Linked DNA regions of Sus scrofa: regions 2, 3 and 4 are each linked to region 1. Evidence: chromatin contacts called from public Hi-C and promoter capture Hi-C data. All regions are on one chromosome and are shown on one strand. Each heading gives the region's core, a stretch centred on a gene start, on an enhancer-like site or on the middle of the called end of the contact. The rest is flanking DNA. Distances are from core to core; before and after follow the strand shown.

What was found. Promoter capture Hi-C pulls out the DNA fragments that hold promoters and counts their contacts. A called contact is a pair of places that touch in the nucleus more often than the background predicts.
Region 2: a Hi-C map of liver shows a contact between it and region 1, with 7 times the contacts expected there. The contact joins the promoter of SYT11 here to the promoter of CLK2 in region 1. A contact is called at or near these places in 1 of 5 promoter capture datasets (fetal liver), 2 of 47 Hi-C or Micro-C datasets (liver and skeletal muscle) and 1 of 2 datasets of contacts at active chromatin or transcription factors (skeletal muscle).
Region 3: a contact with region 1 is called in a promoter capture Hi-C map of fetal skeletal muscle, with 5 times the contacts expected there. The contact joins the promoter of MSTO1 here to the promoter of CLK2 in region 1. A contact is called at or near these places in 2 of 5 promoter capture datasets (fetal skeletal muscle and liver), 2 of 47 Hi-C or Micro-C datasets (heart right ventricle and liver) and 2 of 2 datasets of contacts at active chromatin or transcription factors (alveolar macrophages and skeletal muscle).
Region 4: a contact with region 1 is called in a Hi-C map of embryonic fibroblasts, with 1.5 times the contacts expected there. The contact joins the enhancer-like site here to the promoter of CLK2 in region 1. A contact is called at or near these places in 2 of 5 promoter capture datasets (fetal skeletal muscle and liver) and 3 of 47 Hi-C or Micro-C datasets (embryonic fibroblasts, epiblast stem cells and omental adipose tissue).

What each region holds. Positions count from the first base shown.
Region 1 is chr4:94,555,196-94,563,056 of Sscrofa11.1, forward strand. CLK2 (dual specificity protein kinase CLK2) reads left to right here and starts at 3,025. Exons shown (of 12, transcript XM_021089727.1): 1 at 3,025-3,432; 2 at 7,072-7,241. HCN3 (potassium/sodium hyperpolarization-activated cyclic nucleotide-gated channel 3) reads right to left here and starts at 4,910. Exons shown (of 9, transcript XM_013997013.2): 1 at 4,866-4,910; 2 at 2,368-2,445.
Region 2 is chr4:94,159,983-94,167,843 of Sscrofa11.1, forward strand. SYT11 (synaptotagmin-11) reads right to left here and starts at 3,109. Exons shown (of 4, transcript XM_001928804.6): 1 at 2,769-3,109. The coding sequence starts at 2,802. It overlaps GON4L (GON-4-like protein), which reads left to right and starts at 1,905. Exons shown (of 34, transcript XM_021089699.1): 1 at 1,905-1,999; 2 at 4,651-4,788; 3 at 6,610-6,744; 4 at 7,078-7,608. The coding sequence starts at 6,642.
Region 3 is chr4:94,249,082-94,256,942 of Sscrofa11.1, forward strand. MSTO1 (misato 1, mitochondrial distribution and morphology regulator) reads right to left here and starts at 3,485. Exons shown (of 14, transcript NM_001244634.1): 1 at 3,391-3,485; 2 at 3,144-3,279; 3 at 2,579-2,648; 4 at 2,419-2,494; 5 at 2,104-2,158; 6 at 1,879-2,017; 7 at 1,606-1,723; 8 at 1,395-1,529; 9 at 1,137-1,289; 10 at 563-694; 11 at 305-489; 12 at 1-103. The coding sequence starts at 3,474. It overlaps LOC100525517 (a long non-coding RNA gene), which reads left to right and starts at 3,625. Exons shown (of 4, transcript XR_303111.3): 1 at 3,625-4,030; 2 at 5,205-5,326. It overlaps DAP3 (28S ribosomal protein S29, mitochondrial), which reads right to left. Exons shown (of 13, transcript XM_021089714.1): 13 at 7,379-7,861.
Region 4 is chr4:94,270,409-94,278,269 of Sscrofa11.1, forward strand. It overlaps DAP3 (28S ribosomal protein S29, mitochondrial), which reads right to left. Exons shown (of 13, transcript XM_021089714.1): 2 at 7,372-7,418; 3 at 2,992-3,114; 4 at 1,479-1,580. The coding sequence starts at 7,413. Among named protein-coding and RNA genes, the nearest start is that of MSTO1, 22 kb to the left of the region's middle. Within about 2 kb of position 3,668, at least 5 of the 83 cell types and tissues checked have an H3K27ac peak or open chromatin away from gene starts, as enhancers often do. A contact at or near this core is called in embryonic fibroblasts, where this site is marked.

The sequences.
Region 1 (7,861 bases), core at 1,775-4,274:
CAGCCACAGCAACGCTAGATCTGAGCCGTGTCTGTGACCTACACCACAGCTCACAGCAACACTGGACCCTTAACCCACTGACCGAGGCCAGGGATGGAACCCACAGCCTCATGGTTCCTAGTCAGATTCATTTTCGCTGTGCCACGACAGGAACTCCTGGTTTATAATTTATATATACATCCTATTATATTCTGTTCTACTATATATACCCACCTTATAGATATATTTGCTACATATATATATATCTACATATATCCCTACTAAATATACCCCTAGTGTGCATATATGTATTCTTCACATACAGTAATATATAGCTAACATCCTTACTATATGAATATGATATATGTCACTATTATATGTTTTTATTATTAAGTATTTTTTAAGTTAAAAAAAGATAAATCCCCTTTGCTGCTCTCACAGGGCTGCTGAAAAAATATGCACCAAGACAATGGATGTGACAGTGCTGTACAAGCAGTAGTTGGTGTTATGACTCACCCACCCTTTATCCCCAGATTTCTGAAGAGGTTGCTGCCTTTCCCATCTCCAGCTCTCTGCCCATTCCCAGTCTAGGACTTCACGCCTTCCCTAGCCTGCCCCACCCCAGCCCTCCTCCCCAACACAGCTGGGCCTACGGTTCCTGTTTCTCTGCTAGGATCTGCGCATCTGTGTCCCAAGGTGGGGGTGATCTATCCTGCCTTCCATCTGAACTAGCTTCTCAGAGGTGTCCCCTGTCCTGCACCTCAGACAGCGCTGCACATACTGAGAAGCCCCACAGCAGATCCCAAGGCAGCAAGGCTTGAGGCTTTGCCCTCCTTTCCTCCCCTAACCTCCCTATGCCCACAGGAACTCTGGCTGAGCCCAGGCAAGGGCATGGGCAGGGAGAGCCACACTGCTGTGGTGGAAGCTGTGAAAAGAAGAGGTCAGGAGAGGAGGGAGTGAGGTGAAGCCTTCATTCAAAGATCACTGGACAATCTGAGGGTCCTAATTAGCTATGGTGGTTTCAATTCCAGGACACACTTAATTGCAGCATCAACCCAGGACGCAGCCCCTTGTGACTCTGACTGCAAGATCAGTCCTTTCAGCCCCCGAAGGAAGCTTAGTGATCTCCAAATCCAGGCCTCCAGGAAGCCCCTCAGACGCTGTGCTTTCTATCAACAAATACTAGATCCCCACTTCCTCTCCTTCATGGCCACTGGACAAATCCTGTACATGAGCTGGGAGAGGAGAGGGAAAGAGGGTTTGCCTAGCCATAGAGCATCTTCACAGCCTGACTCACAGGCAGTCACAAGCCTGGCGGGTGATGCAGGAGAGAGGACAGAGAAGAAGCACAATAATACCAGGAATACATGGCTTCTGGGGATACATTTGAGGGTGAAATGGGTGAGAGAACAGTGACCCTCAAGAGACTAGAAAAGGTGCACTGGTAAGGTGAGAATGAGGCAGTAAGGAAGAGAGGAGTGAAAGGACAATGAGAGAACTAGGAACATTTAGGAAGTGTGTATGTGGATTAAGATGATGTCTGGGTCTCCAATTGTGTTTCCAGGCTCTTGATTCACACCTCATTCTTTCTGCTCATTTTGCTCCCCAAGTTGGGTGCTTTGCACACATCCTTGCCTCATCCAAAAGCTGTCCTTCATTTCCCCCAAGGACAGGGTTGCTCTCCTCCCCTAGCGACCTTGATGTGGAGGTACAGCCTGATGGGGACTGTGGAATAGCCCCACCCCCTCTCTTCGTCCCTTCTCTCTGGTGGTCACCTGGGCGGTGGCCGTGCTCCTGCGTGGCTGCCTCAAATCACTTTTGAGTCTCGGCCCTGCCCGGCCGAATTCCTCCTTCAGCACCAGGGACAGCGATCAGAGCTGTTGTCTGGACACCCCCTCCCCCACCCCCAGCGTCCCTATTTTCCCTGGTCGCCTGCCCTGCTGAACTAGGCAGGTGCTGGGGACGGGAATGGGGTCGGTGGGAGATAGCAGAGTTCGGTTTCTCCCTCAGATTGACCCTGAGCCTTGAAATATGATAAAATTTCCCAGATCCCCAGCAAGCAGGACTGGAGGAGGCAGCGGTCCCTAGTTCCTGTATTCCCTGTGGTCCAGGTGGGGTGCCGGGTTCCTGAAATGGGAAATCCAGGTCTCTGTTAATCTGCTTGTCCCTTCCAGCGCCCCCAGCCTAAGAAGTCAGCCAGGATCTCCAGCTGGGGACCCTTTGCCCAAGAATTCCCGGGCTAGGTTGGGGGAAGTGACTGTCGGCCCCCCAAGGGACCCCTGGGCCGGAAATGAAGTGTCTGTGGAGGGTGGGGCTGGCCCGGCCCCGTGCCCCGGCCCGTGGAGGTAGGACCTGTGTCCCCCGCCCTCCCTGCCGGACCCTCAGTACCGGAAGTCGCTGTAGGGATGGATGATCCAGGCCCCCGCTGACTTGACCCGCTCCTGCTCGATTTCCACTGCTTTGTGGCTGCCGAACACACGAAGGGAGAACTTGTTGACCGTAGGCTGGAGCAGCGTCCCGAGCTGCCTCCTCTTGGGCTCAGGCCCGGGCCCGGACCCAGGGATCGGACCGGAGGCCGTGGTCGTAGACGCCGGGGCAGCAGGAGGCGCCGCCTCCAGTCCAGGGGTCGCCCCGTCGCTGGTCCCAGTCGGCGGCCGCTGCTCCGCCTCCATGACGCCTGTCGGCCTACACGTTTGGCCTCCTATACCCTGCCGCGGCCATTCGGGACCCCCGACCCTTTCCGGAGTCGGAGCGGGAGCAGCCGGGCTGGCTCTGAGCGGAGGCGTAGTCGGCTAGGAACTGCCGGCGCGCCGGCGGAGGGGGTGTGTGCGACAGACTCTGCCGCGGGTGGCAGGGGGGTTGCGCTGCGCCCCCTGGCGAGAGTTGCGGGAAGGCTGGGCAGGGCGGGCGGAGGTGGGGCCACCGAGAGACCTCCCGGGAGGGGGCGGAGCCAATAAAGCCTGTAACCGGAGGGATACCGAGGTGGGTGTGGCTTAGCCAATGTGGGCGGTCCCTCAGGTGCAGGGAGCGTAGGAGAACGCGGCCAGTGCCAAGAGGGCGTGGCCTAGAGCTGCGGTGCCTTTGACCACGGAGTGCCGGGGAGGCGGAGCCGCCTGAGATCCGCGGGAAAACCGGACGCCGGTTGTAGTTCGTATGGCTCCGGAGGGCGAGGAATTGGGAACCAATGGAAGAGGCAGGGATTCTTTGGGGATTCTCCTTCCTAACGCTTACGGACTTCCTGCATTTCACTTTTTTTTTTCTCTCAGCACTCTCCTAGGCATATTCTTAAGGATCTCCTCGTTACTGCTCCCCCGAGTATTTCATTTCTGAATTCATCTGCCACCTTCACCACAAGCAACTCGGCCCATCACTGAGCGACCGCTGAGGATACAAGGATGAATACAAAGCCCTAGCCATAAAGGCACTGCTCGTCTACGCCCGCAAACAGAACAGGTAAATTACAGTAGTATGTGAAGTAAATTCTTCCCTTTATCTCCATTTCTTATTGCCTCCGACTTATTTCAAGCCCTCAGCATTTTTTCACCCAGATTATTTCAGAAGCGTCTAAATAGGTCTCTCAACTCTCAGGCCAATTCTCCTTCCAGAGTTAACTTCCTAAATCTAAATGTAGCTATCTCACTTGCTTAATATCCTTCAAACTTCTTAGTGTTCTATAGGATTACGGTTAAATTCCTTAGAATGACAACACAAGGCCCTGCAAAATTTAGACCTCTCTTTTCAACAACCTCCCTTCTGATAGTCCCTCTCTTGAAAGCCAGGACTCCAATTCTGTTTAAACACTTCATTTTGCTTTGTCTCCAGACTTTTGTAAATACTTTCTCTGCCTAGCACTCTCCTCCAATTCACTTTCCATCCATTGGTTCAGATGTCATCTCCTCTAGGAAACCTAGAAACACATTTATAACTCTCCTTTCCCAAGCTAGGGTTGTAGTCTAGAGCTTTCTTACAGTGGCCAGGGCACCACTGTTCATAACAGCTCTTAGCACAAGGCTGCCATTATTTGTTTACAGGTCTTTCCCATTATACTATGAAGCTCTGAAGAACAGGAGCCTTGAGCCTGGCACAGTGCTGGACAGAGTAGGAACTTAATAAATGCTTTTTGAATGAACGAGGGAAAGTGTACACGGAGAAGGAAGTGAGGTTCACTTTCCTCTCCACCCCTTCATTACCCTTCAGCTTCTATTTCAAGAAACTTTTCCTAAACCATTTCTGGCCAACTGATGAAAAATTCCTTCTGACTATCCTCCACCCTGACTCCTCTCTGTTTCTTTACTTGAATATAGTTATCCTCAGGTTATTTTTCATTTTCCTAATTACTGCTCAATTCCTTCTATAACATCTGTAACTCTACCCAGTTTTTCTCGTCTTCTGCTTTTTTTTTTTAATTCACCAAATTTAGACTTATCATATATTATGTGTAGGTATATAACAAAGTTCTCAAGTGATTTCCCCTTCTTTGGCACCTGAATCTCCACCCCTCCATTTCTCAAACCTTTCCTCCAAAGCCATTACCCCCCTCCCCCATATACAGAACGTGCACCAGCTTTTGTTCAGGACAAAAGATGGGAACCCCTCTTTGCTGTGGTTTGGTAGGCGAACTGTTTCAAAAACAGGCTATGATGGAGACTCACACCTCACCACCAGGCTTCAAAAGGTTTGCGGAGCGATGACATTCCGTAAACCACAACCCCTTCCTTTCAACCTCCAAACCTAACAAAGCAAGCCACATAAGTCCCACGAAAAGGGTCAAAGATTGAGGAAGGATACGGAAGAACACCAGGCGAGGCAGCGCGAGCCCAATAAACCGCTTCCACTCTCTCCCCGCCCCCATGAGCTTCCGCCCCCAGCACCTCCTCGGCTCTCACCGGACAGCAGAGAGCTACGCTAAGACGCGAAGGCGTGCGCGGTCCTGGGGGGCGGAGCCTAGGGGTAGCTGGGAATCGACGCAGGACGTGCGTGCGTGCGTACGTGCTCGCTCGCGGTGGCGGCGGCGGCGGATCGGGGAGGCCAGAGCCGGAGACCGAGCTGGGATCGGGCCCCGGGCGGGGGCGGTGCGAGCGGCGCCAAGCGGATCCTGGGGGCGGGCACGGAGCCGGGGCGGGCGGGACTGGAACGGAGCCCGGGAACGAGGCGGGAGGTCCAGGGTCTCGGGTTGGGGGGGTGGAGCCGCACTTCGTCGCCGCGGGGGTGCCGGGACTCCGGCCGCAGTGCCGCCGCCATCACGGACTTCCTGTGGGACAAGCGCACGGGCCTCGCCGCCAGAACGGTGAGCGCGCGGGCTGGCGGGCCGCGGGGCCGCGCGGAAAGATGGCGACCGCGGGGCGGACGGGGAGAAGATTGGATTGGGGGCAAGGGACCGGGGCGAGCTTGGGGGGTGGGGTGGGGCTGAGACGTGCGAAGTGGCAGAGGTGAGGAGTAGGAAGATGAGGTGGAATGTCGCCCTGTCTTAGATGCATTGGTAAAGACCAATAGGAAAGTTAGGAGGGACCAAAGTAGGAGAAGGGGTGATGGAGTAAAGATAGGAGTGGTTGCAAAGATGAGAAAGAATAGAAATCTCAAAAGTTGGGCCAAAGCTGGAGAGGTTGGAAGACACCACCATGTCACTTGGAGGCTGTGGAAAGAGTTTGACTCTAGGAGTTAGTTCTGGATTTTCTAAGTGAGAAAGAGAGGAAAAGATTAGAAGTGGAGAAAGATTGTAAGCTGGAGATAGTTGGGGGGGAGGGTTGGAAGGAGGAAAGCCTGTGAGGGACTTTGGTGGCACTGTGTATGTAGTGAGATGACATGTGCGTGGCTGTGTTAAGCAAGGTTGGGTTATCGGGGAGAATCTTGTACTTGCGTCTTCTTGGCTTCCTGCAAGCCCTTTTACGCCTGGAATGAATCAAATGCCACCCTTCTCTTCAATTTGAGAAGTAGCTCAGAATGGAAGCCAGATGTTGGAATCATTAAGCCTTTTCCACACCTAATCCTACCACTGCCACCCCCAACAAGGTGCACCTCTGTCCCTGGCCCATGTACTTTCATTCTGCCCTGTAAGTCTCATCTTATTGGTTCCTGACAGTAATTTTCTTTCCTTGAAGGAAAAAAGAATTAGTGCACCCTGCCATTCCAATTCCAGTAACTGGAAGGTGGCCGGCTTTTAGCCAGGCAGTACTGATAATAATTAAAAAGCAGTTATTCGGTACTTCCTAACCCAAAAGGGAAGGGGCTGGGTGGAAAGCTGACTGCAGCTTGGGGCCTCCTGGATTAAAACCATTTAAGGACGATTTGGCCATTGATGTGAGAAATGTTCAAGGGGCCAGACCCAGATCCCTGGAACTTGCTTGTGTTTGGTATATATACTATAAGTGGAAAGCTGGAAAACTGGATTCTTACCCTCAGGATATAGATGGCCTAGTTGGGGAGATAAGATACACTAATGATTGTAAAACACCATAATAGCATATAGTGAAGCATTATTCATTATAGTAAAGCACAATAGCGAATGCAGCGTCGCACACATCCATCCAAAATCTCAGCCAAAGATGAGCTGTGGCCATCTTCGTCAATTACGTAGTCTCACCTGTAATGAGCTGTGGCCTGAATGTTGTCATGAAGCCATATTTGAGGAAAATCAGACTAGAGCAATGAACTCAGTGGAGTGAAGCTTCCTAAAGCTGTCAGCCAGAGTTATTAGGTGAATATATACTCCATTAAGCACAGAGGAAGCTGTGGGTGGTAAATACAGGTAAAAATTGAAGAACAGAAAGCAGCTTAGAAGAATTCCTGCTGTGGCACAGCGGGTTAGGCATCTGACTGTAGCAGCTCAGGTAGCTGCGGAGGTACAGGTTAGATCCCTGGCCTGGCACGGTGGGTTAAAGACTCTGACATTGCCACAGTTTCAGTATAGGTCACAGTCGCAGCTGGAATTCAATTCCTGGCCTGGCCCAGGAGCCTCCGTATGATACAGGTCCAGCCATTAAAAAAAACAAAAACAAAAAAACAGCTTAGCATCTCTGGAGGAGTCAGTCCTTGGAAGGGACGCCTGAAAACTCAGAGCTTGCCCCACTATTTCTGTTTATCCTTCCTTTCTAGATGCCTCATCCTCGAAGGTACCATTCTTCAGAGCGAGGCAGCCGGGGGAGTTACCATGAACACTATCGGAGCCGAAAGCATAAGAGACGGAGAAGCCGCTCCTGGTCAAGCAGCAGTGACCGGACACGGCGGCGCCGACGGGAAGACAGCTACCACGTCCGTTCCCGGAGGTGAGGCCTCAGGAAGAGAAACTCATACTTGATCCACTCATTCATTTGTTAAATTGAACAAAGATTTATTGGAGTTCCCATCGTGGCTCAGTGGAAACGAATCTCACTAGTGTCCATGAGGATGCAGGTTTGATCTCTGGCCTTGCTCGGTGGGTTAAGGATCCGGTGTTGCTGTGGTTGTGGTGTAGGCCAGTGGGTACAGCTCCGATTTGACCTCTAGCCTGGGAACCTCCATATGCTGCAGGTACAGCCCTAAAAAGACAAAAAGAGGAAAAAAAAAGATGTATTGGTTTCATGCTTAGCAGCTTGTGGATGTTTATGCTCAAAATGGGTAACAAGGAGTTCCTGCTGTGGTGCAATGGGATTGGCAGTTTCTTGGGAATGCTGGGACGAGGGTACACTCCAGCCTGGCAGTGGGTTAAGGATCTGGCGTTGCTGCTTGGGTCTCAGCTACGGCTCAGATCTGATGCCTGGTCCAGGAACTCCATGTGCCTCAGTGTGGCCCCCAAAAAATGGATAACAAGGGAGTTCCCATCATGGTTCAGTGGAAACGAATCCGACTAGTATTCATGAGGATGCCGGTTTGATCCCTAGCCTCAGTGGGTTAAGGATCTGGTGTT
Region 2 (7,861 bases), core at 1,859-4,358, 400 kb before region 1:
CACAATTTGAAAAAGTGGCTTTCCATTCACCTATCAGAGACTTTTCTGAAAATTGCTTGCTACTGATTAGTAAAACTGAACTTTGATGATCTCTATGAGAAGAGAAAGCATGGAATGATCAAGACAAGTAAATTTTTGAGAATGATTTGAAAGGAAGTTCTAAAGGCTCAGGATGGGAGGCATTTGAGAGATCCTTTTGGCTCTACCATAGATTTACTCTGTGATCCTGAGAGATCCCACTGCTGCTTACAATACCTCAGCCTTTATCACTAGAAAATAGAGATGGAGTGGGTAAAAGAAAAGAGGATTTGCATCTTTCAAGAGAATAGAGAAGGAAAAATAGAGAAACAGATGAATCCACTTGTAAACTATCTAGGCGATCTCCTCCACCCTGTTTCCTGTTTTGGCCCTCCTTTCTTCTTCATTCTAGCATTTGCTAACCCCTGCCTCTCTCTCCAGCCCCCAAGGCAGTGAACTAGAAAAATCAGAGAGGCTGAAACTCAGGACCCTCTGTCTAGCTTTCGTCAAAAGCTTGGTGGGAAAAGGAAGTTGGAACTAATGGCTGAAGTCAGTGTTTTTCAAGTAGTTGTAAACTGCAGTGACCCATGCTGCTTGCTCCTTTTGTCCTCCAAGGTCATGGATAATTGAGTGTTGGCTTGGTGTATCTCTCAAGGGCTATGGGGTTTGAAATAAAGTACTTTATGAGATAGGTGAAAAAGCACAAGTAGCAGTTCTCTGTGGAGGAGATCCTCTGTATGGATTTAAAGATCTGCAAGACACATCTGGGCTTTGTCCAACTCTTCAGCCTCTGACCAGACCTGCTTATTGACAGTTCCTTTGCTAAAATAGCTTTTCCCTGTCAAGTAGGCCAGCGTGACACAGTGAAATGAGAAGAAACTTTGGCATCAACTGGAAATTGGTTTTAATCCTAGCACTACCCTAACTAGTTTGTTTGACTTGAGCCATGTTATTTTACCTCCCTTAGCCTCAGTTTCCTGGGCAAATATACATAATAATGAATACACAGGAGGGTATTTGTAAGGAGTAAATAAAATGTAGTACATAAAACACTTTTCTTTTTTCTACTAATACTCCTTCTCGATGAGATCACTACATTATGCTCTACACCATCTAACTTCCCAGGGAATGTGAAACTGCAATTAGAGAAAAGAATATGTTGGAAAGAAGGCATAAGAAGGAAAAGAAAGAGCAAGAAGAAAAATCACAGGGTGCTCACGTGGTCACAAAAGGGACATCTATTTTGGAAATTTAGAACTCAAAGAATAAAAATGCAGAAGGTGAAGTGGAAGAGAGAAAAAAAACCAAAACAACAACAACAACAGAATCAAGATTTAGGCCTTGGGGAATCAGCGGGAACAAGGAGTAATGGGTGTGATCTGTTGTTTTGTGTACTTTCTCTGATCTGATGGCTTCTTCCTGGCATTAAGGGGATAGAGCACACTGGGCTCTGTTCATTTCCATAAACCTTTCGCTGGAGTAGGAAAAGCCATTTCCTAGTTGGATCGAGGCCCCACCCTAAACACTGGAGTCTGGAGGCTCAAACCTTCTGGATTGTCTGAGGGATAGACTCTCTTAAGGGAAATGACAGCACCCTTCGCTGACAGCAACTCTCACTGGCTTCTCCCGTCCAAACTGGGGTAGGACTGAGGGCGAAGCAGGGCAATTCTTTTTTTATTTTTGGTCCAGGAAAGCATAGCACAGGAAGTTTGCTACCCTAGCACATTTTGGAGGAATCTCCCAAGAGGAAAAACTTTGCTTCTTCTCGAGCTTCTCTTTCCCATCTGCTTCCCTATTTTCCACCCCACTCGCTGCTCCAGGGAGCGTAACTGATCTCCGAGCCCGTAGGGCTGGGTCGGGGACCAGCGGCTCCGAGATGACGTAATGCTTTCTCTGGTACACAAAGCGGCCTCCCCAGGGCTCAGCCTTTTTCGCCCCTCCCCCTCCGGCCTGGATCAGGCCCCCGCCAGCACCAGAGCGGGTGAGTCCCCCTTTTTGAAAAACCAGTCTAGGGAAACAGGGAACAAAGGCCCGGGAAGAAGAGCCTAGGCGCTGCCAGGAGGCCCAGAAATAGACATCACGTCATCCCCTAGCCCAGCAGCGCCAAGCGCCATTTGGTAGCATAGGAGGACCCCACCATTACGATGCAGAATAGAAATTGCAGGGCTCACGTTTTCTCCTAGCCCCAGCATCCAGCTGACCGGCTTAAGGAGTGGCTTGCTTTTGGCTCTCCACCCCCGCACCCTTCTCTCCCCAGAGGCCGCCACCTCCCCTGGCTCCCAGCCACACAGCCCACAGTCTCCAAGCTGCCATCTTGATGCCCCATCCCCTTGCCACCTCCCTCCCCCGCAGCCCTGAAGGAGTGGGAGGAGGAGGAAGGGGCACCGCCCTGCGTGCCCCAAGGGGGAGGGCTCGGCCTACCCCACCTCTCCTCCCCCAGAAGGAGGGGTTCACATCCTCCGCAAGCTCTCTGTTTCTCACCTCCAGCAGTGCTGACAGTGCACCATACAAGGTTTTAGCATCCCGAACCTCCCCAACCTCGGTGTGGCTCTGGCCTTCCCAGCCCCTGCAGCCCATAGCTCAAGTTCAGGTCTGCCCACTGCCTACTACGCATCACCACAGGCCCGATTTTAGAGCGGATAGCACCTGAAGGTCCTGGTCTTGGTTTCACTCTCTGCCCAGCCCCTGGGCTCCCTTGGTTTTGCAACGGTTTCGCCTACCCCAAGCTTAGTTTGCCAGATTCTACTTACCAAAGCTAGGTCGGATATTGGTGATCTCAGCCATGTCGTAATCGGAGGCTATTGCTATTAACGCGTTTGCACTGGTCAGGCAACTCTGGGAACCTCCGGTCAGTACCTAGGCCGCCGCTGCAGAGCGCTAGGTCAGGGGAGGGGGAAGGTATCTGGCGGACGCCTCCTGCGACGGTCTGGTCCCTGGTTGCCAGCTGCGGTCGCCTCTTAAGATGCTCCAGGGATGCTCTGAGCTAAGGATGCAGGTGCAGCCAGACTGGTCCTGATGCGAGGTAGGCCCCGCCTTCTTCCGAACGACCCTCGGCAGAAGGCTCCGCCTCTGTCCGAAAAGTTCCGGAAGGCAAGACCCGCCCCTTTCCGGAAGACCTCTGGGAGGGGCCCTCTCCCTTCGCCAAGATTTCCAGAGAATGAGACCCCGCCCACTAATGGGTTGTGGGTCTGTAAGGCGAAAACTCTGCGGCCTAAGAAGTGTAGGTAGGTATTTTATCATATGAGAGCCTATAGATCTTGTGATTCCGGTTCCCTGGGCTTAATATAGTAACTGAATATTCTGGCCGAGGGGGACCCAGGATTTTGGAAAAACAAAATTCTATCTTGCCTACATTCAGTATCAATTGCAATTATTATAAGTTTATGAGACCACTAAAGAATATTTTGAAACCTTTCTTAAACTTCAGAAACTCTGATTAAAGACCAAACGTGGTGATGGTTGCAGAGTTCTGAAAATTTAGTGAAAATAATTTAATTGTATAAGTAAAACGGCTGGGTTTTGTGGTGTGTAGATTGAAACTGTTTTAAAAAAGGACTAATGAAGAGTGCCAAAGTTAATCAGTGTTGGATATTTCTCTTGTAAAAGCTTCAAGTGCTTAGGGCTGCTTAGAGAAGTTTGAGAGAGAGAGTGAGGGAGGGATGGAGGAAGAGAGAAAGAGAAGTATGGAGAGAGGCAGTGAAAACCAACAGATCCGTGTATTCTGTAGATCCAAAAGCAGGACACAAATGAAACTCCAAGCTTCTAGAGACTTCCTTGGCATTCGGAAGGTTTAGGGTGATTCAGGTTACCGTCAGACTACTGCAGGTTATCTCCATGATTACATCAATTTCGTCATTCATTTTGGTTGTGGTTACTTTCATCCTATCCGATTCTGTTTACAGACAGGATCAGGTCAGGTAGATTATTTAAATGCATAAATATTTGGTGGTGGTTCACCTGTAAAGTGAGAGAGTTGAATGTATTTTTCCAGCTTTGACATTTTGTCCTTCTTGAAAAGAGGAAAAGAACATGGTTCTAGGAGTCATTCATTCATTCAAAACACATGTATTGAATTTATTGAACATTGACTATGTCCCAGGCACCATCCTGGACACCGGATTAATGCATTAGAAGCTAGAGTGAGGCTACTGGATTCCCTCTCACAGCTAGTTATCTTTGTGAAATCATCTACCCAGTTGAGCCAAAAATTTGTCCTGCGGAAATTGGAAGGTATAATATCCACTGTGCCACAGGATTTATTGTGAAGATCAAATCACCTTTGATAACGTAAGTGAAAGCATTCTGTTAAATGCGGAGTGTTTTATAGATATGAATAATTATAATTTATAATTATGGATTGAGTCCAAGTCTGCCTTAGCTTTATTCAGGAAACTGCAGTTTGTAACCTAGGGATTCCTCTTTCTGAAATTTTATGAATTCCCCGTTTCCCTGGTCCCATATTCCAGGTGTCTCGTGGCGAGAAGGATTAGTTGTCAAATTAAATCGCTGAACCTTAATCCAGTTTTGTTTTGAGTAGGGGAGCTCCCTGGACAGAGAAAGCGAGGTATTGCCTTTAAATATTTTGCCAACAACGGAGTACCAGATCTTTGCCTTCATTCTGCCCTAAAATAGGATGGCGCCGGTGCTTGGCGCATGCTCCTTGGTGTTCTGACGCCGTGCACCGCGACTCGGGGGCGCGCACGTCAGTCGCTGCCGTTGGCTGACTTCCGGTGGTACCGAAGCTGAGTTTCCGCGGGATCCGGCCGGCTGGTGAGGGTACTGGGTTGTGTGCATTGGGGCGGGAAGACGCAGGTGGGAGCTGGGCGTCCGGGAGAAGGAGGTCCAAGCCGAGGCGGTCGGGTGCGTCACAGAGGTTGGGAGTGAAAGTGTCTAGCTGGGAGTGGGGACTTGCTCCAGCGCTGGGCGCTGCGATGAAAAGCGCAGTTAGGACCCCATTGTGAAATCTTTTCCCAGGAGGGGTCCGCGCTGGGGCTGCTGCCGGATTTGCATTCATTTGCCCGGTTGGTCTCATTCCAGTTCCCAAAGGGGGAGCCTTTTTAGAGTCACTGCTGTGTTTGAAGTGCCCGGAGCTGATCCCTGCTCGCTGCTGACTTTGACTAGTAGCTGCCTTTCTTTCTCTTTCTCCTCCCTCCCCCTTTTCAGGACCTCTGTGAAATATAAGACTCTACTAAACTACTCCCACTCCACTTCTTCCCCGGCCCCCCGTACCACCCTAAGTCATAGGGATCAGTGGAATCTTCACGTGTTTATTGAGCTTTAATTACTGATATAAGGGTATAGGTTGATTTGGCATGGGCGGGGGATCTCTCCTAGTGTTCTGGAGAAAGTGAATTAGGGAGGTTTAAAACTAACCTTATAGTTGAGACTCTTCTTGAAAGAACTTTATTTTTAGTCCTCTTGTCCAAGCTCTCATCTAGTGCCCTGATAGATGGGCTTTCAGGCCTTGCTTTAACATTGTCAGTGATGAAGAAGAACTCTTTGTAGCACAAGACAACTTACTATTCTTGAACCTTTTTAATTGAGAGTAAAGTTTTTTGTTGTTGTTGTTGGAAAGATATAGTCAGTTTCCATATAGTGCTCTTCTTGGTCCAAGGGGCGCAGAATAAACACAGAATAGGAAGTTCACGCCCCTTTTCTTTTTTCTTTTTCATTTTTGGCCACCCCACAGTATATGTATTTCTGGGCCAGTCTCCACCCAAGCAGCAGCTTCAGAAATGCTGAATCCTTAACCCACCCACCATGGCAGGCCAGGGATCAAACCTCTGTCCTAGCACTCCCCAAACTCTGCTGATCCCATTGAGCCACAGCAGGAACTCCTCATGCCTCTTTTATTCATTCATTTGGGGAATTTTGATTGAGTATGTATAGTAGGTCAGATACTGCTGAGTACTAGGGGTACTAGCTGAAAGAGTCTTTTCCCTCCAAAAGCACATAGTTTTTAGTGAGGGAGACGGGAAAGAGACAAGGAGCAATCATAAATGCGATTAATTCTATAAAAAAGGTTTGCAGGAATTCCCGTCGTGGCGCAGTGGTTAACGAATCCGACTAGGAACCATGAGGTTGCGGGTTTGGTCCCTGCCCTTGCTCAGTGGGTTAACGATCCGGCGTTGCTGTGAGCTGTGGTGTAGGTCGCAGACGCGGCTTGGATCCCGCGTTGCTGTGGCTCTGGTGTAGGCCGGTGGCTATAGCTCCGATTCGATCCCTAGCCTGGGAGTGGCCCAGGAAATGGCAAAAAGACAAAAAAAAAAAAAAAGGTTTGCAGAGAGGTGCTATAAGACCGTGAGAGAAGAAGATACCCTCCAGTTAGTGTTGTCCTTAAAAGGTGATAATTGGAATTGAAGCCTAGAGTCCAGAAGTAACATAGCATAGACAACAGTAGGAATCTCTTTCTTGTTTTTCAACACAAAATTTCTGTTAATGTAGCCTAACCTTTTTAAACAAGGACACTCTGCTTTTGGATTGTTTCTGTTAATGGAAATACCTGTTTATGAAAGCATCAATAGCAAAGATTTATTGATCTAATAAATTACTATTTAATGACGTAGGTGCTATTTTTATTTCATTTTATAGCTGAAGAAACTGAGATTCAGGTTAAGTAACTTATGCAAGGTCACAAAGCTGGAGAGAAGCTGACTTGGGAAACAAATCCAGACAGTTTGACACCACAGTTTGCTCTCAGCATCATGCTATTCTACTTCCCTGATGGTAATAATAATAACTAAAACTTACTAATCACTTACTATTTAATTCTTATAACCACTCCCTGAGGTAAGAACAATAATTATTTTTACAGTTGAGGAAACCAAAGTTTAGAGAGGTTAAGTCACTCAGCCAAGATAACGTACTAATCAGTAGTAGAGTTAGGATTTGAACTCAGGCACTCTAACCATGGTCTCTCATCTCCCACCTAATGGGAGATAGTATATCTGGTGTAAGGTATTGTGTTCATGTTTAAACATGAATGAGTGAAACGATATTTGAGGAGATGCTACTGTCATTAATAGGAAGCTGATAAGAACTTAACCTTTATCCTTTCAGGATGGAACAGAAGTGGGACTTGCAAAATGTTGCCCTGTAAGAAGAGAAGAACTACACCGACAGAGTCGCCACAGCACCAGGGCAACCAGGAGGAAGGTGACTTAGACCTAGAGTCACCTGTTAAACCAGAATCTGACCAAGTTAAAGACCTGGGGTCAGTGTCCCTGTCCTGGGGTCCGAATCATGGCAGAGCGGCTGGCCTTGAAGTACAATCTGTGCACGATGCAGGAAATCTGCTTGCTATGGAGGACCCATCCTTGAGCTCTAGGGTCCTCACCCAGGATGCAAATGCACCCGTTCTGGAAACTCTTGATGTGGCCATCTCTCAGGGAATCACCCTACCTTCCTTGGAGGCCTCCCAGCCCCTAAATATACACATTTGTAAAGGAAAACTCCAGGCCAGTAGCTCAAGGAGAGGGAAGAAAATTACACTGAGGCCTGGGTTAGTTACTCAAGAAGACAGAGGCGATCATCCTATTGCAAAGGAGCCTTTTTTAGGAGAGCCCAGTGAAGAAGTCAAGGACGAAGGAGGTAAGATACAGGAGGTCTTAGGTTACATTCTTTTCGTCAGTAGCAGTTTGCCATGACCTTTGCCATTGTCATTGCCCTCTCTACAGCGCCTTCACAAAACAGCATTTCCGAAAGGGAGTGTTGATTTGATATGGAGTTGGAGCTGTGGTGCTTATAAGGGTCAGCATCGAACTTTATAAATGGGTGGAAGTATTCTTCTTCCCTCCCATTTCCTAGATCCTCTTCTGTATCTTTTCTTTCTCTTTGCATCATT
Region 3 (7,861 bases), core at 2,235-4,734, 310 kb before region 1:
CCTGACTCTAGGCTGCTGCTGCTCTAGGTACTGGGCCAAGACTTCTTCCCCAGTGGCGCACGCATGGAGCGGGGAGGGCAGAGGTGTCCCTGGGGCGAGCTGACTGCCAGAACAAAGCCAAAACTACCTTTAATCTGTGGCAGCATGAATGAGAAACTGAGAATTATACTCTCAGGCCATCGGCTGGATCAGGATGCTTAGTCTTTTTAAGTGGGGCAGAGGGAAGACGGGCAGGGCAGTGCCATTAAAACCTCCAGGGCTATGAGGGAGAAAAGGATGGGAAACAAGTGTGACGGGTCCTCACCTGGTGAGACGTGCTCTCTCTAGACCCCTCAGCACCACCGACTGGGCAAAGCAGCGTGTTCCAGCGGGATCCCCACACGCAGACAGTGGGGTCCATGGGGTGGCCCCTCCAAACTGCATCAGGGTATCCGGAAGGGACTGGCTTGGAACTAAGGGGAAGGGGATGGTGGCTCCTGCTGTCACCACCTAAAGGTAAGGAAGACATCAAGTTATAGAGCTTTTGCTTAGCTTTGATCCAGCTCCTCACAAAGCTTCCTACCTTTTTCCCAGAGAAGTTCAGCATATCAGCCAGATGAACCATGGAAACCGGCGAGGAACGTAGGCGATAGGGGGCAGTGACTGTGTCCAGGGCTGTAGCCAGGATGGCGCCACAGTGGAAGGGCAGAGCAGCCTGTGGAGAGGATACAGAGAAGAGCACTTGGCCTTCTGGGCCTGGAAGAGAGTGCGAAGGCAGAATAGTAATGGCAGAGATGCCTGGGTGCTTTGGGACAAAATGGGTGCATTTGGCCCAAGGCTGGACGAGCATAGGACAGTGTGTTCTAAGAGGCCACGTGAGAGCTGAGTTCAAGCTGAGGCTGCAAGAATAGCGCCAGTTGGGAGTTCCCGCTGTGGCACAGTGGGTTAAGGATATGGCGTTGCTGCAGCTGTGGTATAGGTAATAGCTCCAGCTCGGATTTGATTCCTGGCCCCCCGGAACTTCCCTGTGCCATGAGTGTGGCCAAAAAAAAAAAAAGAATAGAGCCATTAATGGATAAAGGCTGAATTGGCGAGTGTGTGGGGTGTCCTGTTTCTGGCCTCGGTCAGAACAGGAGCATGGAGGTGTGGAGCCTTACATCATACTGCAGGTGAGGGAAGCTGACAGGTGGCTCAGGTCGCAGCCCCAGGCTCCCACCCAAGGACAACGGGCAGACCAGAGAGCTGTGAGCAGACAGGTGCACCAGACCGAAAGCCGTGTTTAAGAGACGGTAGATGTTTTTCTGGGGCTCCTGATGAAAGAAATGAGAGTAGTTTGTTTTAAGCAAACTTCTCGCTGGGCTGTCATCCCCTCATTTCTCCCTTCTCACCCTAACTTTTCCCCAAGTACTACTCACCCCAAGACGGTAGGGACCGGGGAGCAGGCCCCAGGTTATTATCCCCCGCCCTGAATACTCGTCTTGTAGCAACTCTGCGGCCTTGGCACCTACCCCAGAGAAGCCATCGTGCAGGTCACAGAGGACCTGGAAGCCCTGGAGAGAGGTGGATGCTGAAAGATGGCAGGATGAGAGAAGCTTCCACCCCATGCCCACCGTGCCGCGCAGCTACCTGCAGGTAGTCACACTCCTCCACATAGAAGTGCAGCCTGTCCTCCAGCGCTTCCAGGTACTTGGGTTCCTTCAGGATACTCTCCCCTTGGCCAAAAGCCTCCAGGCGACCTGTTTCCCTGCCATGCAGTAACACAACCCAGGACTCCTTCCCTTCCATTCCCCGCCAAGATCTCTTGTTTTGGGGGAGGGCAGGGACTATGGCCTCAAGAGCCTTATCCAACATTGGTGGGGATGCAGCTTCTTGCCTCACAGCCTCTGGCCCCCCCCATACCCGTCATGGTTGTACTTCTGAATCATACAGATGCTCCGGGGATGGAGATGGACTCTGAGGAAGTCTGACCAGACTCTGATGCTGCCCTCTGTGGGGATAAGTGGTTTTGGAGCTGTAGTGGTGGTGAATGGTGGGGGGCCTGAAGAAGAAGAAGAAAAAATGTACCTTTCTCCATGGTCCTGCTTTTCCCACTTCCCCATTCTGCAGGGTCTTGAGAAGTCTCACCTTTGCCATTGGGAATGGGCTTGACCCTCCAGATACCATCACTACTCAGCACTCCCTGGGAGGGATGAGAAAATCTACATTTAGTTTCAGGCAGAAGTTGACTTATCCCCCGTCACTTTGCTGGTCACAACATAAGCCTCCTTTCTGTTCACATAGTCATAGTCCTTTAGGAGAAAAAAGGGCTTTTTCCCAAAATACCATTTTAGGGCATTTTAAGATGACTAAAATTCTTTTTTTTTTTTTTTTTTTTCCTGTCCCAGTGGAGGCACTGTGGTTGTAGCACTGGGTTTAAACGTTGAGGACAGAGGTCCTTACCTCTGCACCCAGCAGGTCCTGGAGATAAGGGTTCTTGGGATAGAGTTCCTCTTTGTGTGTGGTGAGCTTTCCCTGCCTGAAAGAAATTGAAGATTGGTCAAAGTGACAGTGTCCCTGAGTTCTCCAGGTCCTCTCAGAATATCACAAATGTCACAAATACCATGCTATTGCAGCATCTAGCTGTTTGTCTCTGTAGAGTCCACCTTCTTGTTTTAGGGAGCTCAGACTACCTGCACAAAAATAACAGGCAATGTTAGGTAAAGCCGAGTCCCTCCCATCCTTCAGCTAGTCTGGTCACCTGACAACCTGCTGTCACCATCACTCCAGCACTTGGCTCTTTCAAGCTTTCTTGAATATACATGTGTTGAAATTTTTTTTTTTTTTTTTTTTTTGCCTTGGAGAACCTAGATTCCGTCCTTCTCTTCCCAGCTTAGTTGTTAGCGGTGGGACCTGGGCAAAGACCACATCCAGCGATCCTGCGGGAGTGCCGCTATGTCCAGAGGCATAGTAGCCCATCCCAGAGATGGCTCTTGAACAGAAAAGGGTTTTGCGTTCTTTCGCCCCCTCGGTGTTGGCATACTGTGGTTATCTCTCCCTATGGCTCCTTATCTCTGGTCCTTGAGTCTAGTAGAGTCGGGGTCGAGGATCTTGAAGTCAACGAAGGGTGGAGACTCCGCACGTGAAGGGAAACATTGGGAACTGCCCGACCTCGGCCACAGCCTCACCCTTCAGATCCATGAGGATGAGTCTCGGCGTGTAGGTCTCTTGGCCGTGTAACGTCCGGCCGGTACGGTACAGGACATCAGGACACAGCTCTCCTGGCGGCTCCTTAGCATCGGTCGGCCTGCACAGCGCAGCATCCTGCGGAGACACAGAGGAAAGACTGGACTCAGGGATGGCGAGAGGAACAGGCCAGAAGGATGGGCTAGAAACCCCGAAAGGCTCAGCTGAACAGCCTCCCAGAGACCTCACCTGCTGATTCCACCAGTGCGCTCCCACGAAACCCGCAAAATGTCCCAACTGCAAAGTGAGCACCTCCCGGGCCCCGCCCGCCATGCCGCGCGGCTCCACACGGCAGCAGGGCAGCTGCCGGCCCACTCGCTGCTCCTAGCCGATTGGCTCGGCCGGCTTGTGGGCGGGGGCCTTATTCCTGGCTCCCTATTGGTCCAAAAGCACATCTTTTCCCATGGGCTAAATGATTCGTTGGGCTTTAAAGACACCGCTCATCATGCCCCGCCTCTTCCTAGTGTGGACCAGTTCTGCTTACCCTTGTCGTCGAGGGGCGGTGCCCCACGGCGCAGGCCGGAAATTGTAGGCGCCGGGTCCGTTGCGCCATACTGGAGAGTCCTCCGCGCGTGTGATCTCTGCAGGTCTTGTTGGATCCCTGGCGCTGTTCCCTGAAGAATCTCTTACCTACACTTTCCGGCTTTTGGCGGCTTTTGTCTCTTCTCTCACAGGAGAATTCTGCTGGCTAATAGTGCTTCAGGCGAAAAATAAAACCTTGCCAGAAAACTTCCAGTAGAGCCTCACACACTCTCCCCGCCTTCCGGTCCAAAAGGCATAGCCTTCCTGACTTCTCACCCTGTGTACTGGCGGTGTCTGTCTATCTAATGTAAGTGAATCGGAGTACTTATTCTTTTGCGTCTGCCTTTTGCTCAATATTGTTTTTTTGTACACTTGTAGTTCATTTTCATTGCTTCAGAATAGTCCTTTGTATGAATATACCGCAAAAGATCTGCTCTGCTAATAGATTTTGGAATTGTTTGCAATTTGGGGCTATTAGGTGCTATAGTTAACATTCTTGAGCACACATTTCTATTGGATATATATATACCTGGGAGTGTAATTGTTCTGTCATAAGGATGGCTGTTTGGATTTGGGAAGTAACACCAAATTCTTTTCTAAATTTTCTAATTTTCATTTTCACCATCAGTATAGGGGAGTTTGCAGGTGATGTTCCATAACCTTGCTAACCTTTAAAAGAGAATTCCCGCTGTGGCCCAGTAGGTTAGGAGTCCGCTGAGCCCCCACCCTGGCCAGGAACTTCTGTATGCATCGGTGAGGTTTAAAAAAAAAAAAAAAGAAACTTTAGCCCTAATCATATGGGTTTTAATTTTCTTGATTATTAGTGATATTCAGAACACCTTTTTGTATATCAGCCATCAAGATATCTTTTTTTTTTTTTTTTTCCTTTTTAAGGCGGCACCTGTGGCATATGGAAGTTCCTAGGCTGAGGTTGGAATCTGAGCTGCAGATGCTGACCTACACCAGGGATTGAACCTGAATCTTCTTGGATACTAGTCGGGTTCATTACTGCTAGGCCACAACGGGAACTCCAGGATACTTCTGTGAAGTGGATGCTCAGGCCTCTTGCCCATGTTTCTTTTGGGTTGTTTTCATCCATTTGTAGGAGTAAGTACTTTATCCTGGAAACAAGGCCTTTGTCAATTATATGTGTTGAAAAATATCTCCTCCCACTGAAGTATATATTAACTCTCCCACTGTGATTATCTCCTTGTAATTTCATCAGTTTTTATTTTCTTGTTATTAGTGCACACTAAAAATACAGTTGATTTATTTTGCTGGTGAATTTAAAGTTTTACCATTATAAACTATCCCTCTTTTTCTCAGATAATACTGTTTTACCTTAATGTATACTTTGGTAGTAATATAGATGAGCCAGCTTCCTTTTGGTTAGTGTTTGCATAGTCTTTTTTGACTTTTTACTTGCAACTTTGTCTCTCTTTTTATTTTTATTTTTTTGCAACTTTGTCTCCTGAAGACAGTATATACCAGAAGCAAACACCAAGATGGGATTACACCTGCAAGTACTTTATTGGGGAAATGCCTGTGTGGGAACATCTCAAGGAAACCAGAGGAGGCAGGGAGTTGTTAGACCTTGATGAAGGTATGAACTCTGTGAAGAAAGAGGGGGATAGAAGTTTGAGTGAAGCTTTTTTTATTTATTTTTTTGTCTTGTTGTTGTTGTTGTTGTTGTTGCTATTTCTTGGGCCGCTCCCACGGCATATGGAGGTTCCCAGGCTAGGGGTCGAATCGGAGCTGTAGCCACTGGCCTACGCCAGAGCCACAGCAACGCGGGATCCGAGCCGTGTCTGCAACCTACACCACAGCTCACGGCAATGCCGGATCCTTAACCCACTGAGCAAGGGCAGGGACCGAACCCGCAACCTCATGGTTCCTAGTCGGATTCGTCAACCACTGCGCCACGACGGGAACTCCTGAAGCTTTTTTTAAAACATTCTTATTGGGGGTGTTACTTATATACATTAAATGATATTGAGGTATCATTTACATCCTTTTTTTTTTTTTTTTTTTTTTTTCTTTTTACAGCCACACCTGTGGCATATGGAAGTTCCCTAGGGGTTGAATCAGAGCTGCAGCTGGGGCCCACGCCACAGCCATGGCAACACTGGATCTGAGCCCAGTCAGGGACCTACTTTAGAGCTTGTGATGAAGCCGGACACTTAACCCACTGAGCTAGGCCAGAGGATCAACCGACATCCTCACAGAGGTTTGGTCCTTCACCTGCTGAGCCACAATGGGAACGCCAGTTGAAGTTGTTTGTTTTTCTGGCTGGTCCCGCAGCTTGTGGAAGTTCCCAGGCCAGGGACTGAATCTACACCATAGCAGTGACCACACCAGATCCTTTAAGGATTTACAGGTTTACAGGTTGATGGATATTTGAATTATTTTCACTTTTAAGCTATTAAGAATAATGTTGCTATGAATAGTCTCATGCTGCTTGAACACAAGTGTTTGTGTGGACATATTTCATTATTTTTTTTTTTAATATTGCTGCACCCACAGCACATGGAAGTTCCCAGGCCAGAGACTGAATCCAAGCCTCAGATGTAAACTATGCTGCAGCTGTGGCAACACAGGATCCTTTAACCCCGCTGTGCCAGGCCAGAGATGGAATCCAGACCTCTGCAGCCATCTGAGCTGCTGCAGTCACATTTTTTTACCCGCTGTGTCACAGTGGGAACTCCACATATTTTCATTACTTTAGGGTAGATACCTAGGGTAGAAGTTGTTTGATAAATTTCATGCTTAACATTTTTAGGAACTGCCAACCTGTTTTCCAAAGTTATACTTCACTTTTTTTATTTCACTAGCAGTGTTTGAGGGTTCTTATTTCTCCATATCCTCCCCACCACTTATCACCTGTGGTTTTGACTTGCTCCTAATTACTAGTGATGTTGAGCATATTTTCATTATCAGCCAATTATGTCTTTAGAGAAATGTCTTCAAATTGTCCTTTTTTTGTGTTGTTTATCTTATTAGTGAGCAATTGTTTTTACATATTCTAGATTGTCCTTTATCAGACAGGTATTTTCTCCATCTGTGTCTTGACTTTTTCATTTTTTTAGTGGTATCCTTCTTTTTTTTTTAGGGGGCATATGGAAGTTTCTGGGCCAGGGGTCGAATTGGAGGTGCAGCTGCTGGCCTACACCAGATCTGAGCCGCACCTGTAACCTACACTGCAGCTCTTGGCAATGCAGGATCCTTAACCCACCGAGTGAGGCCAGGGATTGAATCCTCATCCTCAAGGATACTAGTCAGATTCATAACCCACTGAGCCACAATGGGAATCCCATATCAAATGTTTCTTGAATAGATCATTTCTTTGGTGTCATTTATAAGAAATCTTTGTCTAGTTAAAGGTCATAAAGATTTCTGGAGTTCCTGTCATGGCGCATGAGGAATCTGACTAGGAACCATGAGGTTTGGGTTCAATCCCTGGCCTCGCTCAGTGGGTTAAGGATCATTGCCATGAGCTGTGTGTGGTGTAGTTGCAAACGTGGCTTAGATCTGGCTTTGCTGTGGCTGTGATGTAGGCCTGCAGGTGTAGCTCCGATTGGATCCCTGGCCTGGGAACCTCATATGCCACATGCGAGTGCAGCCCTAAAAAAAGCCAAAAAAAAAAAAGTCATAAAGATTTCCTTTTATGCTTTTATTTAAATGTTTTATACTTCTTACACTTAGGTTTATAATCTGCTTTGGGTGTCTGATGTGAGGTAAGGTTCAAAATTCCTATTTTGGCATGTATGTATCCATGTATCCAGTTACCCCAGCACAACTTGTTGAAGTGTATCTTTTCCCCACTAAAACACATTGATAGCTTTGTTGACAAACCATTCCCCATAAATATAAGGGTTTATTTCTGGACTCAATTTTGGTCCACTGACCTAATGTCTTTCCTATACTGGTAACCACTCAATTTGCTTATTTAAGAAATCAGGTTGGTTTCATTTCCATATAAACTTTAGGCTCGGTTGTCAATTTTTGCAAAAAAGCTTGCTGACATTTTTAGTTAAAAAATATTTATGGCCGCAGCTGAGACATATAGTAGTTCCCAGGCCAGGGGTTGAATCTAAGCTGCAGTTTCCACCTATGCCATGACTGCGGCAATGCTGGTTCC
Region 4 (7,861 bases), core at 2,418-4,917, 280 kb before region 1:
CCAAACTTCACCGCCCCCCCCCCCCCCACCGCTGTCTCCTTTTGGCCAGCCTGTGGCATATGGAGTTCTCAGGTGGGCCAGGGATCAGATCCCAGCTGCAATTGTGAGCTACACCACAACTGTGGCAATGTTGGATCCTCTACCTCACTGTGCCAGGCTAGAGACTGAACCTGCATCGTAGTGCTGCAGAGATGCTGCAGGTTCCATTGTGCCACAGTGCGAACTCCCCAAACTTAAAATGTTTGATGACAAGGCTGTCTGTGGTCTAGAATTAGCTCCTTTACTGGTGTCTCATTTAATTTCTTGAAACAAAGCACACAGAAGAAATGACATCCTTTGGCTCCTAAGCTAAAAATCACCCGCACAGTCAAGTTTGATATTTCAGTAAGAAGGAATAATTTCTGAGGCTGAAAATAACTGAGCAGGAATTAGTCAAAAGACCCAATTTTGCCAATAAACTGCTTGTAGTTAATTATGAATTCTTTCAATGGCTATGATGCAACCCAAGATTACACTCTTTGGGTTGAAGTTATGACCACAAAAGCTATTTTCTGAAAAGCTATTAGGCTGAAGAACAACGAATGATACATCTAATCCAAATATCATTTCTATTTGGCTTAGGAATATATTATGTTTTGCTTTTCTACACATGTATTTTCATTGTATTTTGCTAAGGCAAATATTAAATTCATTTTTATCAACTATTTGAAGGCTGAATGAAGTCTATAGAAATCTGTTGAAAAAAAAAAAAAAAAAAAGGGAGTTCCCGTCGTGGCGCAGTGGTTAACGAATCCGACTAGGAACCATGAGGTTGCGGGTTCGGTCCCTGCCCTTGCTCAGTGGGTTAACGATCCGGCGTTGCCGTGAGCTGCGGTGTAGGTTGCAGATGCAGCTCGGATCCCGCGTTGCTGTGGTTCTGGCATAGGCCGGTGGCTACAGCTCCGATTCGACCCCTAGCCTGGGAACCTCCATATGCCGCGGGAGCGGCCCAAGAAATAGCAAAAAGACAAAAAACAAAAAAAACAAAACAAAAAAAAGAAATCTGTTGGGTAACACAAGAAAAAGAGTGGGATATTGTTTGTTTATTTAAGAATAGTTTGCCTGGCTCCAAAAAGGATTTAAAGTGGTGAACTACAGATAAACATTTGCTTAAAGTAATTATAACAACAGTAATATTCACAAGAGATAATCAACAGCTGAATTTATCTTTTTTTTTTTTTTTTTTTTTTTTTAAAGATTCAAATTAAGTCTTTTGGAGTTCCCTGGTGGCCTAGTGGTTAAGGATTCAGTATTATCACTACTGTGGCTTAAGCTGGATGCCTGGCCCAGGAACTTCCTGTGACAGACATCATCAAAAAAAAAAAAAAAAAAAAAAAAAAACACAAATCTTTTATAGCTTTCTCCTCACTGAATCCCACCCCTCTGCTATCAACAGCTTGTGTTATGAGGTCCCTCCAATTCCCTCCCGTTTTGAGCACCTGCATTGCAAAGCGAGGAGGCAGGCCATGGGGGAAGACAGTCTTCAGCTCCTGGAGGGATATGTTGTAGTGCTGACCCTCGTGCTGCTCCCTATGCTTGGCCTATGAAATAAAAATGCAAACAGGTATAATGGATAGAGTGACAAAGACTTTGAAAAAGTAGCGAGGGTCATCTAGTCCATACTGAGGAAACACTTCTCTCAGAGCTGGAAAAGACAGCTTTCATTTCTTAGGCAAAACCTCGTTGTTATCCCCAAATCCAGTGTGTATATAAAGCTGATGTTGGTCTGAATGATGAAGCCAGTTGCTCAGCAACGTAAACCCTAGATATAGAGAGAGCAGGGACAATTCTTGCCATCTGGATTCTTCTAAGCTGTGTATAGAGATGCTCCAGTCACATGACAAGATCATCTGCATGCTGCTGTTGCCATAGAAACCCCAGAGGAACTGGCAGATAAAGGGACTACAATTACATGGAAAGCTGAAAGGCACTTCAATGACTTCATTCATTTATTCTGTTTCATCTTGTGCTTGTGAAAGTGGATGAACACTAGAGACATAAATAAAACACACCCTGCTGAGATGGTGTTTTGGGCAATGAGTTTATTTTTTTCCCCTTCCACCCGCACAGCATATGTTAAGATGGGGCAACTCAGGGGGTAGGGACAAAAAGGGACACAAAAGCTATTGGTTCTCTTCACATTTAAGACATTTAAGCACAGACCACACAACAAATTTCACTTATAAAAGGCAACAATAACACTGAGGAAGAAGAAATCAACATTTAGCCCAATGGGACCTGAAGTAGAAAATGCAACACTGGATATTGCTGGAATCCTGGCTTCTGCTGACAAACTTCACTTTAAAATGCTGCTCTTCTCAACTTATCAAGCTAGTTCCCTTTCCAGACACCATAGGAAATCCACTTAGAAAGGTGAAAGTACCAGATTGGCTGGTACCTGCCCTGCTATGTGATCCTGGGCAAGTAAGTCAATTTCTTTAGGATTCTCCATAGCAGGATTGGTGAACCAAGGCTGGCTACCCATTTTTGTAAATAAAGTTTTACTGTAACACAGCCACACCCATTTGTTTACGTCAGAGCTAAGTAGTTGTGACAGAGACCACTTTGGCTCATATGCCTAAAATAATCACTATCTGTTTCCTGAAGGAAAAATTTGCCAATCCAACATATAGTAAGATCAATAATAACTACTTAATTTAACTTCTAAGGAACTGACTTATTAAGTATTTACCATGTACCTACTCTATGCCCCACACAACCCTTGGCATGAAGTGAGTTCAATGGTAGGAATTAGAATAGATGTGGATTGACCTGAATTATGCTACCATGGTATCAGAGATGGATGGGGAACACTGGGGTTCCATAACGCTGTTGCAGGTACATTGCCTGACTATATTTAAATCTGCTTAGCTTCTTTGGGTTTCCGTTTTCCTGATATGTAAAATGACTTAAAGGTCCTGAAAAAAATCCATATGCACATTAGCAACTCACCGGATCATCCTCACTGGTGCGAGAAATAGCTCTGGGACTCTTAACTGGAACCTGGTTATCCAGATGAGCAGCAAGGCTTTGGGGTGCCTGGGTCCCCATATACAAAACATGTCCAGGGTCCAACTATAAAAGAAACCATTTTAGTGTTCTGGAATTACTAGGCTTTTTATTCTTGCTACAACACTGAGGTGTTCCCCCCGCCCCACCCCCCTTTTTAGGGCTGCATCTGTGGCATACGGAAGTTCCCAGGCTAGAGGCTGAATCGGAACTGCAGCTGCTTGCCTACACCATACCCACAGCTATGTGGGATCCGAGCTGCGCCTGAGACCTACGCTGCAGCTCATAGCAATGCAGGATCCTTTGACTCACTGAGAGAGGACAGGGAATGAACCCGTATCCTCGTGGATACTAGTCGGATTCTTAACCCAGTGAGCTACAACGGGCACTCCTACGACACTGAGGTTTTAAGACATATCTGCCATATGGAAAAATATCACTAACATGCATTTTAGTTTTATGTAAACCAGATTCCTGTTATTCTTTATAGTTCTCTAAGTCCAATCATATTATTCATACTGTGAATCGGTTCCAACTTGCTATGTCTGGGCTCTGTCCCATATGGAAACAATTCCATCAGAGATTGTTCAGGAGCATAGCTAGCCATTAACAACCTAACTCAGGAAACGACATTTAATGCTCTTGCCCACAGTGATGAATGGTGGCCAGTATTGTACAATTCCCAGCTGTCTAGTAATCCTAGTGACCTCAGTTATTAGGGGATTAGTGCAGTGTTCCTATTTGATAGGTATAATTACACTCCCTGCAACAATTTTCTTGCTAGCTGTGCCCTGAAATAAAGAATCCTTTATTAAGGACATGTAATGAGGGAGTGTGTAAAGCATCCAGCTAAGTGAAAATAAACTGCTCTCCAGGCATGTCAGTGAACTGCACTTGGAAACCTCAGAAGTGGGGAAGGGTTAGGGGAGAGGATGAGATCTCAGGAGACAAATCTGAGAAAAAGCTAACTGGAGAATTCCCAAACTGGGTACAAGGATAAGAGGCCTTGTGTAGAAGTGAAAAGATGCCAGTTACAAGACAAAGATTAGAGTATGAAGCCAGCAAAATCAGGCGAATGGAGGTGTGAGAGATGGCTCTAATAAGGGAGTCTCTTGCTAGGTCAATAAGTAATATGAAAGCTGCCTGAACCAAGCAGCTTCATGAGTGTAGACAAGGTATACTGTTTTTGTACTACCTCTCCTAATACTTACCCATTTAACAAGAAGACCTTAAACTCCATTAACAACTTTATTTTTTCCCCCAAACTGATACCTTCACCTCTAAATCTCTGACTTTTCATCTTTCATAGTCTAGGAGATTTGTGCTCCCCAATACGTTTAACCTTCAGCTAATCAACAAAGCTTGGATGGTTCCCTACTAATATCAAAATAAGTCTCAAAGTCCTTAGCATGATAATCAAGGCCACTGGTAGGAGTTCAACCTACATTTCTAGTCCTATGCCTTTCCAAACTCTATACTCCAGCCAGACAACCATGCTAAAATATGTTCTTCATTTTCATGGCTTTATACTTCTGTTCATTCTACTTCAAATTCCCTATTTAATCTTACTCATCCTTTAGGGCTTATCTCAAATGTCAAATCCTCTGTGAAGATTCTCCAGACACCTCCAGGCAAAAGTAATTATCTTTCCCTCCATAGGGATAGCATTTTCTTTGTACTGCATGCACTTTTACTCTGCTTTGGACTACATTCACAGCTTCTGTTAACTGAGTACCTACAAGATGCTGGGCAATATAGGGTTATACACACATTATTTTTGAACCATGAATCCTAGAAGATAGGTAGAATGTTATGTCTATTTTATTGATGAGGGAAACCAAGGTTTGGGGAACTTAACTTTGTCTAAGGTCACAGGGTGGGTAACTGATGAAACTAGAATTCAAATCCAAGTTTGTCTGACTCCAAAATCTTTATCCTTTTTATATCATTTTGTCTCCTGTTCTAGGCCACAAGCACTTGGAGAAAGGATCAGGTTTTATTCATATCTGATAAACTATTTCTTTTTTTTTTTTTTTTGTCTTTTTTGTCTTTTGTTGTTGTTGTTGTTGCTGCTATTTCTTGGGCCGCTCCCGCGGCATATGGAGGTTCCCAGGGTAGGGGTTGAATCGGAGCTGTAGCCACCGGCCTACGTCAGAGCCACAGCAACGCTGGATCCGAGCCTCGTCTGCAACCTACACCACAGCTCACGGCAACGCCGGATCGTTAACCCACTGAGCAAGGGCAGGGACCGAACCCGCAACCTCATGGTTCCTAGTCGGATTCGTTAACCACTGCGCCACGACGGGAACTCCTGATAAACTATTTCTATGTCTACTCCCATATTTTGCCTGTAAGCCATTTTGGAAATACAGCAACAGCAACAACAACAAAAAATATACAAAACATATACACAAAACTCAAACAGTATCATGTATAGAGCGAGGCCAGTGTGAATTCAAGGCCTGTTATGTCAGCATAGTGATCTGAACAATACACCCCACTACTGATACAATTTTCTCATTTCTACTGGAAAGTATCATGTCTCTAAGGCAGCAGTCAAGTGGAAAATTATAGACATTCAAGGGCCACAAGGTGGTGCTATTTCTACAAGAAACCTATGACTTTTTAGTTAAACGCTAATTTTGCAGCACATTAAAAGCTAGCAAAATGGATTCCTTACTTCTTAATGTCATATATGGCATCACCTAGCTAGTCTCATTTCCAGGGAAAACAACCACGTGTACAACTGCCTCTGCACAGTTTCAGGATGAAAATCACACAGTTCAAAAAACAGCATTCATGAGCCAATAAAGGTTACTCTAAACCAATCCACAAAAAGCATAAAATTCTTCTGACATTTCTCTGCAGTTCTTTCTCAGGTCTTTCTCGCCTGCTAATAAGGAAGAAGAAATTGTAGACTTTTAATGGAATCCATCCCTTTGTTCTTTGCTTTTATTTTAATTTTATGATAATGGGTTTGTTTGTTTGTTTGTTTATTTATTATGAGAAAGGACCTGAAACAACACCCAGCTGCCTGTAGGGTCATAATGGGTTATTGTGTTTGTTTGTTTTTGCTTTTTAGGGCGACACCCGTGGCACATGGAGGTTCCCAAGCTAGGGGTCGAATAGGAGCTATAGCTGCTGGCCTACGCCACAGCCACAGCAACATCAGATCGGAACTGTGTCTGCAACCAATACCACAGCTCATGGCAATGCGGGATCCTTAACCCACTGAGCAAGGCCAGGGGTTGAACCTGCAACCTTATGGTTCCTAGTCAGATTTGTTTCTGCTCCGCTACGATGGGAACTCCAATAATGGGTTATTTTATGTATACAGGTTTGTCATGAGTCTGGGGTTTGGGGGGGTGGTGAATACTATAGGAGGGAGGGATCCTTTTCCAGGAATCCAATTTGTAATTAAATGATTAGATGGAAGTGACTAAGTGCTTCTGGCTCAGTTCTTATCCTTTAGGACTTAGCTCTGGTAGCATTTCCTTTGGACCCTATAATCCACATTAAGTGCTTCTCCTGGGTGCTGTTACAGCACCATGCTGTAACAATCATTTATTCATGATTCCACTACTGAACTTTGAGGTCCTGAAGAATATGGACCACAAAATGGAATACGGCACAGTGGTTAAGGCCACAGGCTTTGAAGTCAGACAGACCTGCTATCTAGTCTGGGTTAGATAACCAACTTCACACCATATTACTTTAGGCAAGTTAGCCTTTCTAATCCTCAATTTCTGCGTCTGTGAAACAAAGCTCTTATCTACTTCATGAGTTGGTCATAATTGATGCCCAAAAAAGAGTACCCTTTATTAGTGACATGAGTCATCTTAGAATCCTAAGTACCTGCCATATGGAAGGTACTAAAACATTATTTGCTAAATAAATGAGAGAATGCAGCAAAGCAACAGAATGGACTTTCTGACAGATGATTTTGTTATTTTAATCAGCTATCAGAAATTGGCAACTTATTCAATACTTCATTGAGGGAAGATAATCATCAACCCAATTAGAGAATAATAAATGTTAATAAAGATAGCTGCACTTAAGCTTATTTATCTATTTTAATTCTCCTATGCCAGGGTAAATTCTTAAGCAAAACTGTTCTATAAGACCTGCTACTGGATTTTTAGCACAATGAAGTGTATGGGCAGAGAAATGGAATTGTGACTGTTCTTTTCAGTGTAAACTTGTAAATTCAAGCACTAGTCAGCTCAAGTATTCCAGAGAATTTTATTCTGGGTACAGTGATTCCAGAAAAGAAATCCACCTAAAGACAGTTTGCACAAACTATTTAGGTCAGTTAGGACTCACCTTATGGACCCTGGAGATGAGCCTTGTTACTCCTTTCAGCATTACCTCTGCAATTTAAAAAAAAGTGAAAAGGTAGGCCACCACTGGGAAAAGATATCTGCACGATAGATTAGTATCTAGAATAAAGAATGTCTTTAAATTTATTTTAAAAATGAAAAGACACAAATAGACATTTCACAGAAAAGAGAATGCAAATGGCTAGTAAACTCAAGAAAAGATTTTCACCTTTATTACGAATCAGGGAAATGTAAATTAAAAACACTACAATGAGGAGTTCCTGCTGTGGCACAGTGGTTAAGGATCTGGTGTTGCTGGGCAGCTGTGGCGTAGACTGCAGCTGTGGCTCAGATTTGATCCTTGACCTGGGAACTTCCATATGCTGCTGGTGGGGCCAAAAAAATAAAAAATAAAAACCCAACACGATGAGACACCACCCACAACCACCATATTAGGAAAAATGAAAAAGACAACAGCAAATGTTAAAGAGGGT